Regions from separate parts of the Mus musculus genome. Here regions 2, 3 and 4 are each linked to region 1. The links are chromatin contacts, called in public HiCAR-type and promoter capture Hi-C maps. All regions are on one chromosome and are shown on one strand. Each heading gives the region's core, a stretch centred on a gene start, on an enhancer-like site or on the middle of the called end of the contact. The rest is flanking DNA. Distances are from core to core; before and after follow the strand shown. Region 1 holds the start of Faxc (failed axon connections homolog). Region 2 holds the start of Klhl32 (kelch-like 32). Region 3 holds the start of Ndufaf4 (NADH:ubiquinone oxidoreductase complex assembly factor 4). Region 4 holds the start of Rmdn1 (regulator of microtubule dynamics 1).

Region 1 (3,140 bases), core at 342-2,841:
GGCGATCATGGTGTCCTCCTGCACTTCCTGAAGTCCATTAGAGGTCACCAGCCACTTTACAGCCTCTAGAACCATGCTCCTCCTTCACCCTACCCCTGGAAAATATGGTAGGAACACATCCCAGCTCCTTCGAAAATACTGGTCAGAAGAGAAATTCTGAGCTACGGAAAATTGCTCTGCCTCCAATAATCTCCAGAGACTGGGGTCCCAAATGCATGGAAATTTTAACCCAAAATTGACATGCCCATTAGCCAAAGGCTGTCTCAGTACCCAGTGGCATCTACCACTAAAGATCTATCTATGGGACTAGCAGTCCCAACAGCAGGGGCATCCATTTATTGTAATTTTCAAGTCAGCCCTGTACACATTCTGCGGCAGGCAGCCATGAAACTGTTTACAGCCCAGGGAGACTCCCTGTTATGCCAAGTGCTCCATGTGCTAGCGCTGCCCTCAGATCTCCTACCGCTCGCAGAATGATTGTATTTAAGCTTGAAGGTGCTTACAGTTCCACACCAGATAAGCAGGTAAGCAGGTTAAGGCTGCATCAAAACTGAACAGGGTTACACCAAGCTTCTGCAACTGCAGCCTCCTAATAATGTTGACATTTATAAAGAAGAGTAAGAGAGAACTAACCTTTTAGGTAAAGATGAGGTTAATAGTTAATGTTCCAGCATCATTACCCATAAACCAATTAGGCGTTTATAAAAGTGTACCTTAGTATTTCTACAGAGCTTTATTCTATTGTTACGAATGCACTGATTGCAGTTAGACTCTTCCTATGGGCTTTAGCAGATTGTTTATATCCATAACACTGGTGACTCACAGCACTTTGCTTTTAGCATCGAAATGATGGAAGGAAAACGCTTTCTTTCCCTTCCCAATTTAACCCTCCCATCAACTCTAAATGGCTCCTTACAAGTGGCCAGGTGACCGTGAAACGCCTTAGGGGGTTAGAGGATGAGAGAGGACGCTTGGACCTTTGGGCGGCGGGACCTAGGGGCTGGTTCCGGAACCCCCTTTGAGCCAGCCCTACCCGGGCTAGCTGCCCTGGTCAGTGCCCGCTTCGGGGGCCCTCTCTCCGGCTCACCTAATGACCAGGAGTTCGTGGAGCAGATACGCAGCCGCGGCCAGCAAAGCTCCCCCGGTCAAATAAAGGGTTTTCTTCCACCAGGGATCCGAGCCCAGCCCTGCCATGATCCCACCGTAATCCTGCAAAGGGAAAGCGATGATGTCCCCATAAAAGGAGAAGGGCTCCTCGGACCCGGCCCACCAGCCGAAGAAGGAGATGCTCTGGTTCCAGCTCAGGTCCACCACGCACGGCCTGGACGAGGCAAAGCCAACCCCCCAGTGCATGCTGCGCGGCTGGCTCCGGGCGCCCCTCCCAGGGCCCGCGCCGCCCGCATGGGAAGAGGCCGGCGCCCGGGCGAGCGGGCGGGTTCAGCGGTGCGCAGGGGGCGCGGGCGGAGGCGACGGCGGAAGGACGCGGACGGCGAGCGGAGATCTGGGATGGCTGGGCCCCCGGGCCCGGCGAGGCAGCGGCGGCCGCCGGCCTCCCTGGCCGAGGCCTCTCGCAGGCGCTCTTTGTGTCAGCGCGTGGAAAGGGCCACGTGATGTCATTGCTCCCCTGGGCCCGGCAACAGAGGCGGGATAATGTCACCTACCCCGCGCCCTGCCCCCGCCCCGCATCCCCGCGGTGCGCTGCCTCTGCTCGGCCGCAGCTGCGGGGCTGGACGCCCGGGCTCGGGGAGGCGGGCGGCGCGGGAGGCTGCGATGGCTGCGGCTGAGCCGAGCCCAGAGCCGCCGCCCTCGGTTCCACCCGCTCCCGCCCGCAGGCGCCTTGCGGAGCGCAGGGAACTCACCTGCCCTGAGCCACAGACCGGAAACCTTGGGCCAGGGCAGATTAAGGTCGGGAGCGTCTGTCTGCTCTCATTGCTTTAAAGAGCTCAGGTAAGCACAGTCACCTAGGTCCCAGGCAAGGTGCTGATGAAGTGATTGAGGTCCGCCTTGACAAATAACAGCAGAAAGTACTCTAGGTGAGAAATCTTCCCACCTTGGAAATCGTTACCAAGGATATCGCTGATACAGGATGGTCCCTTTGGGTGCTGAAAATTTGTAAAATAAGCAACTGTGTATTAAATGGTTTTCCCACTCTGGGTAACCCTGAAGAGATCGATTAGAGATTGGATTTAGGGCCTTATACATGGCAGGCACGCTCTCTACCAACATGGAATGTTCTAGATCCTTTAAATCCTTAAATGTAGACCATGTGTTCTAGCCAGAGCATGGGCAGTTTCAGTTTAGAGGAAATAAAAATATTGAAGACATATGATTTGTCACAATTTAAAATTCAAGTATGACTATAAGAATACATCTGTCCCCCAATACAGTAGAGACTGGGGTGCTGATGAAAGGGGCTCCCATTTCCTGGATTTCACCCCCTTAGAATAAACAGGTTGTACAGTCATGCTAGAAATAAAACAAAAGATTGTTTACCACCATAGCTAGAGAAGGAGGCCCTACCCAAGTTGTCACGAATTTTAGGGTCATCCCAAAGGGAGTTAAAGACCTCTCAGGATGTGTAGTCTGACATGAACTTCCATGAGAAGGAGACAGCAATCAGCCCAATGCAGTGACAGAGGAGGCCAACAGAAGGCCAGCCTGGGCCAGATACCAAGGAGCTACAGGGTGTCATCCCCCACACACTAACACAATACACACATCCTGCAAGGCACTGCAGCACTAGGTGGGACTAGGGGCATCCTCTCCCACTGAGACAAGATGAGGTGGTCCATTTAGGGGTGCGGGATCCACAGGCAGGCAACAGGCCCTGCACCAGTTGTTGGGGGACTGGAAGACTGACTCTTTAAAGAACCGCTTCTTTTCTTTCGTTTTTTCAAGGCAGGGTTTCTCTGTGTAGCCCTGGTTGTCCTGGAACTCACTCTGTAGACCAGACTGGCCTCGAACTCAGAAATCCGCCTGCCTCTGCCTCCCAAGTGCTGGGATTAAAGGCATGTGCGACCACTGCCCTGCTAAAAAACAAAACAAAACAAAAAACAAAACAAAACAAACTGCTTCTAAATGCGGAATGGACACTCGGATCTCAGATTTGACTGGCAGTAGCTATGCAGTCCTGCCTCATC
Region 2 (3,252 bases), core at 583-3,082, 2.9 Mb before region 1:
AGGCTTACAGCTTGCAAATAAAATACCTGGATTGTGTGTCTTTTATGTGGGCTAGCTAGAATGATTAATTCCAAATAATATAGGCCATTGCTTTGCCCTTGGATGCCTCTTAGAGGTTGCTGAAGGCACCACACAGGGCACTTGGATGATTTGAACTGGATCTAATCATTGAGTCCCCTTTCTGTGCCCTAGCTTTGATAGTATTAGAAAGCACTATGCTAGCTTCCAAGGGAGGGAAGAAGTTAATAGTTAATGCCCAGCTGTGATGCCTATGACCCACAATGATCATCATGGCAAGATATACATACACATACAGTAAGTGGTACTCACATGCTGTTAGGAACCAACAGCTGTCAAATTGGACTTAAGGCGCTTTCACCAGGGGGCAAAGCAGGTTTGTGCCAGAAACCTACCCAAGCTAGTGAGGTCACAGGTCTTAGAAGATAATCTATTACTACCCCTTTGTCAAGCCAGCATAATTTCTTAACTACGTTTAAAACTATCCTTATGCCTACAAATAAGTGTAGCTCTCACCCCTTAACATAGAAGCATCTTTTTACAGCAAATGGAGACCATCACAGGAAAACACAACTGAGCATAGATTAACAGATCAAGAGACCTCAGCTTCAATGGACATAGCACAGCACAGCTCCTCTGCAGCTCAGGGGCCACGCGCGCAGAAGCAGAGGAAAGATTGTAAGAGCCCAAATACTAGGAACTTTAGCTTTCCTGGAAATGGCTTCATAAACAAGACCTTACAAACTGACACCATCAGTAAGCATGCTAAAGCTGAAGATGCAGCGTCTTATGTCTTGACACCATTGTTAATATTTTGAGGGTCATAATGCTTTCACATTTGATCTTCCAGCATAAAATGAAGAAGCAGTTGCTTAAGAAATATTCTAGAGTCTAGCACTAACCTTCTTTGCAGTCAGGTGTAATACTTTTCTCTGCATATACTCTGGTGTCCAGGAGTGTTAGGTCAGCATCCGTTAGTCCAATATGGAAATCGTGGCATTAAAGAGCGGAGACAGGCAGATCTCAGAAGACCAAACACATCTCAAACTCTTGTGGGTCTAAAAGTGGAAAATGATTGCTGAACCATTGGTTTGAGAAAAATTAAGAAATCAAAACGGATCTAGGCCTCTCTGCTAGCTCCAGTGTATGGAAGAACACAAACCTTTCCGTTTTGTAGAATTCCTGGATATATTTTAAGTCTTGCAGTATTTTAATTCACTCGTGTCTACTAAGTATTTCTCTCCAACTTCAAGTCTACCACTCTTGACTTCACATTCGACCAAGGTTTCCAATTCAGAGGTGCAGTATTACTTATTAAAATTATTCATTTTCCATAAAAGGGAGTTTCTCAGCGTGTTTACACACTGCCCCTCAGCTATGCCAAGCCTGGTAATTCAACAATGGTGTCAGCGTTTTAGTGCTGTCTAGTGATAGTCAAATACTCCCTCTTCGCTCTGGTTCAGGACAAGTCTACCTATGCAGGCTATGGTTTCTTAAAAAGTTGCTCCACACTTATCCTCAAAGGTACATTATTAACAAGAATTCTCAGAAGGCCACAGCAGGCTATTCTGGGCTAGTGCCTCTGAATAAGTCAGCCAAGTCAGGGACAGGGGAGCGCGCTCCATGGGGAAGGTGGCACCTGCAGGCTTAGACACTTCCAGCCCTAGGAGGCCTGGGACCAGGATTTAGTGTCAGGGCCATAGTAGCAGCAGAGGCCTGCGGGAGTAGCAGGCTGTGCGCGTGACCCGCGACAAGCGGCTCGGGTGCGGGAGCGCGGAGAGGGGGACTTCCGGGGAGCGCGCGTGTCACGGGCGAACGCGGCGGGGCGGGAGCGCGCACCGGCAGGAGGGCGGAGCGGCTGTGAGGGGAGGCTGGAGACCGGCTGCTGGGAGGGTAGAGCGGGCCGGGTCGCACGCGCCACCTGCGGGGCTGGCTGGCTTTCTCTTCCTGCCGACACATCCCGGTCCCTCTCCGAAGCCCCTGGAGTTCGGGAGCGCGCGGGGTAGCGCGCACACCGACTCGCATCCACACACACGCCAGAGCGCGCGATCATCACTGCTGCAGCCCGGGCAGGGCAGACGGAGCTGCTGCAGTTTCCCCAGGGTCGAGAGGAAAGCAGAGCTGTCTTGCCTGGCAGAGAGCCTGGTGCCCGCTGGAGCCCCTGGGGTATCAAGCCCAGCAGACTGCTCCCCTCCATCGGGTAAGCCAGTCTCTCTCCTTGTGACAGGTTCGGAATTAGTGTCAGCAGACCCATGGGAGAGGGTGGGAGGCTGCGGATGAGCCAGACCCGGCGAGACCTGGAGTTGCGGTTTCAGAAGATGCAGCCTCTGCTGGCAACGTCTAGCGGGAGCAATTACTACTCTGGTTACTTATTCTACCAACCTAGAGTTGCAACCCCCTCCCCCAACCCGGTATGCACTATGCTTCCTGGTTGCCAAGGAGACGTGTTTAAACATCAGCCTTGGGACATACATTGGAAGAAGTGATTTCTTAGATCCTTTTTATTTTGACTTAAAACAAAGTAGTATGTGCATTGAGGACCTTGTGGCAACTTAGCAGTCGTTAATTTGTATTCAGACAGTGGTTTCATTCAACTTTAAGAAAGTGACTATACGTATGCGATTTTTTTTAAAGGACCCGTCAGTCAGATGAGTTTTTCAATGGATTGTGTCTTACATGGTAATTTACTACCATCTTGGTGACCTTAAAAGAAATTTAATTTAGAAGCTGCCCTTTCCTTCTGTTTCCAGTTCTAGTTTGCATTTCACTAGTATTAAATTAACTGTAAGAGCAGATGATTTTTATTGTGGCTCCCACACCGGGAAGCTTTTCTGTTGTAAATTGGCCAGAAGGGGAACAGCGCCTGTGAATTTCTAAGGCAACAGTATAGATGACATTCACTCACGACATACAGCGTTTCTGACATTTCTGTGTCCACTGCAGCCCGTTTGTGAAATTCCATCTTCCAGCCTAATTGGTTGATTAGAAGTTAAAGCTTCGTTTCTATGTTGATAGAGGTAGACATGAAGTGCTTGCCCTGGCATACTGTCCTAGAACAACGCTCACATTAGAATTTTGTTTTCTTCTGGAATACGGAAGAACCCTTTCCTAAAATGAGGCCCATGAAGGACACCATACGCCTGACCTCACAGGAGTCCCTCGTACCTGGACTGACTAGGGCTGATTTTTCTTTTCCTCTCAGATGTTTAGTGAGTGAACGTGAGGACCTCAGAA
Region 3 (3,295 bases), core at 449-2,948, 3.0 Mb before region 1:
CTTCAACAGACTAAATACCAAGTATAATATCAAATAAGTATCTTTACACAAAAATCACACACACACACACACACACACACACACACACACTCACATGCACCTCATACTTAGCATAAATGGGAAACCCTCCTTCCAAGTATTGCTGAGCTTAAAAATAATACACTATGGCCAACAATCAATGTATCTTTATTGTGTGAAAATCTGGTACTAACTAAATCCTACTGTCACTATTAAATTATGAATATTATAGAAGTAGCTGTAATTGCAGTCTTTTGCTCAGTATTAGATAATACAAAAAAGTTTTGTAATGAAAACAAAAAACAAAAAAAACTTTGAGGGCTGTGGCTGGTACTTCCTCTTCATTTAATCTAATTCTTTGCCTTCCAGGCTGCAACTTCAATTTGCACTCCAGGCCCAGGGTTAAATGTCACTTCCTCAGAAGCAGCCTTTCATCTTCCCCAGCCCGTAATTACATTATAGTTGTACAGCTGCTCATCCACGGAATGGTCTGTGGTCCGCAACGTACCATGGGCCTCAGAGAGTAATTACTGTTTTAATCACTACACACAACACTTACACCTGACACAGGAGACATACCCATCATTCCAGCATGCTATATTAACTTACATATAATATTACATATCCTGTTGGGACACATCCTCAAAACTATGAACGTGCCCCCACTCCAAACCCCCAAACACTGAGGTTGTCATTAAGAGCATCTTAATTTACAGAATATGAAATAGCTCTCAAAGTCATACTGGTCACTCAGAAAACCACTAAAAAATGCCGTAACCCAACCCTACAACTTCTGCAATAAACAATTCACACAGGTCCATCCAATCAATCCCTTCACAGGTCTTTCGGTATACCCTAAGTATACCCTAAGTATACCCTAAGTATACCCTAAGTATCGAAGGGGGTCCAGGCCTGCCTGTGTCTAGCTGTCTGTGCTCTACACTGACTGCTCCCCTCTACACACACACACACACACACACACACACACACACACACACTTTGCACTTTCACTCGTTGCCCTCTTTTTCTTGATCACTTTCTCAGACCTCCAAAATAAACTGCCAACTTAATTAACGTATACATTACCGGCAAGGCAGGCACCGGATCTTTGGAATCGACATATACATCTCTTAGCAATGACAGCAGCTTGTTATCTTTTTTAGAAACAACTTCTTCGATTTCTGGATACTCTAAGGAAAGAAAATAAGCCATAGTATCTTTTTTTTTTTTTTTTAAGGAAAAAAATCTCTAAACTCGTAAACATGTACAATATTAAAAAAAAAAATCATCTGGACATCTTGGGGCAAACACTTGGACGAGAGTCTGCGTGCAGCCTGCGCAGACGCCGGGAGAGAGCGCGGGCTGCCTTGGGCTCCGGGATTCCTTCCAGCCGCCACCACCCGGGGCCCGCGCGGGGACGACCTCAATGTCACCGGAGGCCTGGGAGGGACTGCACTCACGACTCCGGTGCTCCTGCAGGAGGTCGCGGGTAGAAGGGTGCTTGGGTGCCATGGAGGGCTTCCTCTTGCTGATCTCTCGCTCCGCTCGCTTCTCCACGTTGAAGTTCCTTAAGGCGCGGGTCACGCGAGCCCCCATCTCTAAATCATGATGCCCTTAGTTCACTACGCACGTGTAGAAGCCACCGGCACCGGTGACCTCTGTACGCACGGAGCATGCGCACACCAGGGGCCAGGCACCGGTAAAACGCCGAGGACGCGCTCGTCGCCCCCTGGTGGCCGGGAGGACGCACCCTGGACTCCGCCCCGCCCACCCTTCCGCACAGGCGCATGCGCAGACATCTGGGCGTTGTCAGGGACGCCGGCCGGCGACTCCGGAGTCTTTAAGGATGAGCTGCTGTGATCCCACGGTTGCAAAATCCCGAGTAGCCAGTGTGGAGCGGAGATCTTCCAACCTCTTCAGAGGGCAGAGCGCAGGGTCAAGGTTCTGAATTTACCTGCCCATGCTTTTGAGAAATTGAGAATATTTGTTCTCAGCCGCAATTCCATTCTAACAGCCCTTATTTTCCTGTCCCTTGCCTGGAGCTTTCTGAGCCAATTTTGTGTTGGTTTTGTTTGTTTGTTTTAACTCTTTCACTATCTTGACATACCATTTTCCTGCCACTTTGTCCCTAGTGCTATGAGTTTTAGGCTTTCCTTCCCCTTCTCTCATAAGTAGTACTAACTTGACATACTCCTCCATTAGCGCTGAATCACCGTGCTCTTCTCAGCCCCATTTCTCAGCTCTACTGCCTCTCGAGTCTCTGTAATCTTGGCAAACCCTGGTGTAACTTAACGCTGTATTTGGAAAAAGAAAAAAAAAATCTACGGTACACATTCTATCTTCCTTTCCCCTTCTCTTCCACCCACCCTTTGTCTCTTCCTTCTTTTACGTTTCCGAAAGTATTCAATGTGATTGGCCCATAGTTTTTAAAGCCCACCAGCAAGAAAATAAGTTTTCGAATTAATATTTTTCCCAGACTGTGGTTGTGAAATCTATTAAAGATTTTAGCCTGGTTGGTTAGGTGAATAGATTAGTTGTGTCTAACCAACTTAAAGAAAAAAATTAGGGGGAGGGGTTTTCATTTTTTTAAGGACTATTACTAATTAAACTGTTTCATAATAGAGAAAACACTAGAGGGGTAAAGTTCTCACTGTTGCTTATGAAACCTGTCTCTGGAGATGGGTTATGTAGAAGCTAAAACCGTGTTCAGTGAGTTAATTTGTTAGTTATCCTGAAGGTGGCAGTCTGCTCCAAGATTTCCATCTGAGAGCTTTTTAAACAAGTTCATAACTGGGTGCCTTTTTTTTAAAACCAATTTCTCTGGACATCAAGAAATGTTCCTTGGCCTCATTAAGTCTGTTCTGTGCTTTAAGAATTATAGTAGCAATTCCACTCACTGCCTGCTAAAGTATTTTAAATTTTCATGTGATTCCACCAAACTTAGGGCTACATGAAAGTAACCTTACACAAGAGTTTCGAGTGAGTCCAGGACAGCAGATAGTACAAAATTAAAGATCTGTGAATTTCTACACGCAGGAAAGCTTGGATTTGACACTGGAAGAGACAGTGGCAGGTGAGCCTATTGTTTTATCTAGCCTTGGCCTGGGGTTACTCAGACCCTTAAAGACCAAAACAAGGCAGAGAGGCTCCAGCAGAACCCACCTTTGGCTATCTTACTTTGGTAATCAGAATGGAAACAAAATCCTGGACCATAAATCCATAATTTCAGCTCTTCTTGTCAAGACATACAATGTAGCAGAAGGTCTGAACTTAAGAT
Region 4 (2,988 bases), core at 19-2,518, 2.4 Mb after region 1:
GGCTTAAAGCAAGAAAACTACTTGGGGTGTATATTAAACTCAAGCCAAGCATAGCCACTTAGGGGAGTCCTGGCAACACAAGTAAACAAGCACGTCCACAAAACAAAACCCTAAGATATTAAAGGAGGCCTCAACAGTCAAAGCCTGACTAAACCTCAGGAGAGATCTTAAGTTAGACACCCAGGTAAGCCATATCTAGATTCCTGACCTACACACGCCATGGATAGTAACTGTTTCTTTATAACAGGCATTTATAGGCCGTACTTTAGGGTTTAAAATTAGCAAAATAGTTATGAGAAATATATCTTAGGGACCGATGTCATCCCTTTTCAAGAATACAGTCATAGCCTGTCTAATAAAAACAGCAGAACTGAGACAATTTTTAAAAATCTGAACAGCTTTGGCGTGCATAAAAAACAAGAAACTGAAGGATAATTACTGAAAAATAAATTTTCTCATTTATTGACAATTTCAAAGTTACATCACAAATATTTTTGCCCCCAGGTGCGAGGCAAAGGCTTATTAACACAGAACTTACTTTTTTCTTTCTTTCTTTCTTTCTTTCTTTCTTTCTTTCTTTCTTTTTTTTTTTTCCTTCTCCTGTTTATTTTGGGACAAGCGCTTACTAAATGGCCCAGACTAGCCCTGAACTGGCTCGACACATCCCAAGCCAACCTTGAATTTGCGATCCTCCTTCTCTGGACTCTCCAGTAGTTGGGACTACAGCATTGAGCCACCGGGCAGAGCTGCCCGAGGTAATAACCTGAGTCCAGAGACGGTCGACTTTCTCAAAACGGTCAAAGTTCTTTCACCTTCCCGTTCTATTTTGGGACTGGAAGGGCAGAGAGGACGCACCCCTCAGTCATGAGGCCAGCTGTCTCAGCGGAGGTTTGCAAAGCGGAAGCTCCACGACCCTCGGGCCGGGTGCCGCACCTCCAGACCTGGCGATGGGGGCGCCCCCGACGCCCTGCTTGATGGAGCGAGCAGGACCAGGACAGCGGGTTACCTCGCAAGCGCGGACTCCCCAGGCGCCACAGCGCCCACGGCTGCCCCAGGTCCTCGTCTGCTGACAGACGCGGAGTGGAGGGAGACGACGCCACAGTCGCGAGGACAGCGCCATGACTGACAGCTTCCCAGCGGGACTGACGACGCGCTGGAGGACCTGACAAAACGGGGCGGGGCGAAAGTCAGCTCCGGAACGGAGTTCCAGAGGTCGGCCAGCACCACCTCCTTCACGCCGGCCCGCAGCTTCCGGGCCTCGGTTTCCAGAGACCGGAAATAACTCCGGGTGGGAGAAATGGGTGGAGGGGAACCATCACGCATGCGCACAACAGGCTCAGGCGAGGGACGAGAGCCCTCCTCTGGCTGTCAGCGACTGTCCATTGTAGCTTTTGTGGTGGTTGTGGTTGTGGTTGTTGTTGTTTTGTTTTGTTTTGTTTTGTTTTGTAGTTTTTCTATAACGTCCTAAAGTCTTCAACAGTAAAGTGAATCCTGGCACTTATGGTACTTTTTGAAAATAAGTACTTGAATGAATTACATTATCTTACATAAGGAGGAGGGTGGAAAAACACATCCAGAGCCTGGAGGTGGTGGGAACTAAGAGAAAGAAACAAAGCCCCATGAGACTTAGTCAGGAAATACCAGAAAAAGAAGTCCTACCATAGCCAGAGCTCAGAGTGCTTCTCTAGCTTGCATGAAGTCCTGGACTCAGTTCTCAGCACTGCATTCGATTGGAGTGGTAGCCTATAATGAATGCCAGCGTTCGAGAGGTGGTCACATAAATCAGGAGTTCAAGGTCATCCTGAGCTATATAATGTGCTGAGTGCTAGCATGGAATCCCGGACACCCTGTCTCAAAAAAGAAAAAAAAAAAGTTGATTGTTTTAATCTCAGCGCTGTTGTATTGATTTAAAGATAGCCTGAACTACTCAGTGAATTCCAGTCTAGTCTGAACTACTGAGTGAGACTGTTAGACTCTGCATCTTAAGAATTCAGATAGATACCCCAGTTCTTTCCTGGGTAGGGACACATAAAAAATAAGACAGGTTATATCCGAGAGAGAGAGAGAGAAATCAGATTTTAATTTAACTTTTATTTGTTGTCTTAAATTACTTAAATACCCATTTACTAAAGGTGCTATGTGGTGCTGGGACCCTTCATGTCCTTTAACCGTTATGCTATTCATCGTTAGGTGTAGATAGGAACTGCAAGTTATAAATGAGGAAGATGTGCTTCAGTACGAGTTTGAATTCTCCAGAATCAAATCGCTCATGCCCGTGAGAAAAGGGATAGAACATGTGTTTGGAGCAAGCTTCCCAGGTGTAGAGACATGAGACATTGCTTTTGCTATTACATACATCATGTTCATTTCAGTGATGATGGAGAAATGTGCCTGTAAATATTTTTTTCAGGAAGTAACAGAATCTTGGGGTTCACAAACTTTGCACTAAACTTTGGCAAATCCAAAAGACACACTCTCTTTGCTTTGTTTTGAAGCAGGGCAGGAATTTCTGGAGTTGGTACTGGAGTGACAAGGGCACTTTCTTCACTCCCCCACCCCCCACATTCTAGTTCTTATTCAATACTTAGATCTATCTCAGTATCCTAAATTTGTCTGGCAATCTTACTTGGTTTTCAATAGTTAGGCATCATTACTTTAGAGACTGAATAAAGTTCTGTTGGTAGAGTGCTTGCCTTGTTTCAATGAGAAGATAAAACTGCCTTCTGTCCTTTTGTCTCTGTGCTGTTCTCTTAAGTAGCCTCTTTTCCCTTGCCCCCCTCTTTTGGTGAGAGTTGGGCAAATTCTATTCTGTCAAATCTTTCTCATTTTGTCTACCTCTCAATTAAACCTTACTTTCAAACATGGGTGCTTTCTTCTACAAACTAAATTTGCCTTCATTGTTTGGGATTAAAGGTATGTGTCACAGGTAGAGCCATACCACAACTAGAAACAGATTTTTTTTTTCAGGAAGTAACACAATCTTGGGGT

What was found. Promoter capture Hi-C pulls out the DNA fragments that hold promoters and counts their contacts. HiCAR-type assays count read pairs that join an accessible place to other places. Capture Hi-C pulls out chosen DNA fragments and counts their contacts.
Region 2: a HiCAR-type map of astrocytes shows a contact between it and region 1, with 6 times the contacts expected there. The contact joins the promoter of Klhl32 here to the promoter of Faxc in region 1. A contact is called at or near these places in 2 of 39 promoter capture datasets (hippocampal neurons and liver) and 3 of 115 datasets of contacts at active chromatin or transcription factors (astrocytes, embryonic forebrain and forebrain).
Region 3: a contact with region 1 is called in a promoter capture Hi-C map of the 3T3-L1 cell line, with 12 times the contacts expected there. The contact joins the promoter of Ndufaf4 here to the promoter of Faxc in region 1. A contact is called at or near these places in 2 of 39 promoter capture datasets (the 3T3-L1 cell line and cranial neural crest) and 1 of 115 datasets of contacts at active chromatin or transcription factors (astrocytes).
Region 4: a contact with region 1 is called in a promoter capture Hi-C map of liver, with 2.9 times the contacts expected there. The contact joins the promoter of Rmdn1 here to the promoter of Faxc in region 1. A contact is called at or near these places in 1 of 39 promoter capture datasets (hippocampal neurons), 1 of 115 datasets of contacts at active chromatin or transcription factors (astrocytes) and 1 of 9 other capture datasets (liver).

What each region holds. Positions count from the first base shown.
Region 1 is chr4:21,929,777-21,932,916 of GRCm38.p6, reverse strand. It overlaps Faxc (failed axon connections homolog), which reads right to left and starts at 1,591. Exons shown (of 6, transcript NM_175234.4): 1 at 1,088-1,591. The coding sequence starts at 1,353.
Region 2 is chr4:24,849,704-24,852,955 of GRCm38.p6, reverse strand. Klhl32 (kelch-like 32) reads left to right here and starts at 1,832. Exons shown (of 11, transcript NM_001163020.2): 1 at 1,832-2,218. It overlaps Gm31379 (a long non-coding RNA gene), which reads right to left and starts at 1,895. Exons shown (of 3, transcript XR_390445.4): 1 at 1,181-1,895; 2 at 921-1,076.
Region 3 is chr4:24,896,486-24,899,780 of GRCm38.p6, reverse strand. Ndufaf4 (NADH:ubiquinone oxidoreductase complex assembly factor 4) reads right to left here and starts at 1,698. Exons shown (of 3, transcript NM_026742.4): 1 at 1,479-1,698; 2 at 1,105-1,208. The coding sequence starts at 1,614. Gm46848 (a long non-coding RNA gene) reads left to right here and starts at 1,659. Exons shown (of 3, transcript XR_001784261.2): 1 at 1,659-3,091.
Region 4 is chr4:19,573,346-19,576,333 of GRCm38.p6, reverse strand. Rmdn1 (regulator of microtubule dynamics 1) reads right to left here and starts at 1,268. Exons shown (of 10, transcript NM_025476.6): 1 at 1,007-1,268. The coding sequence starts at 1,120.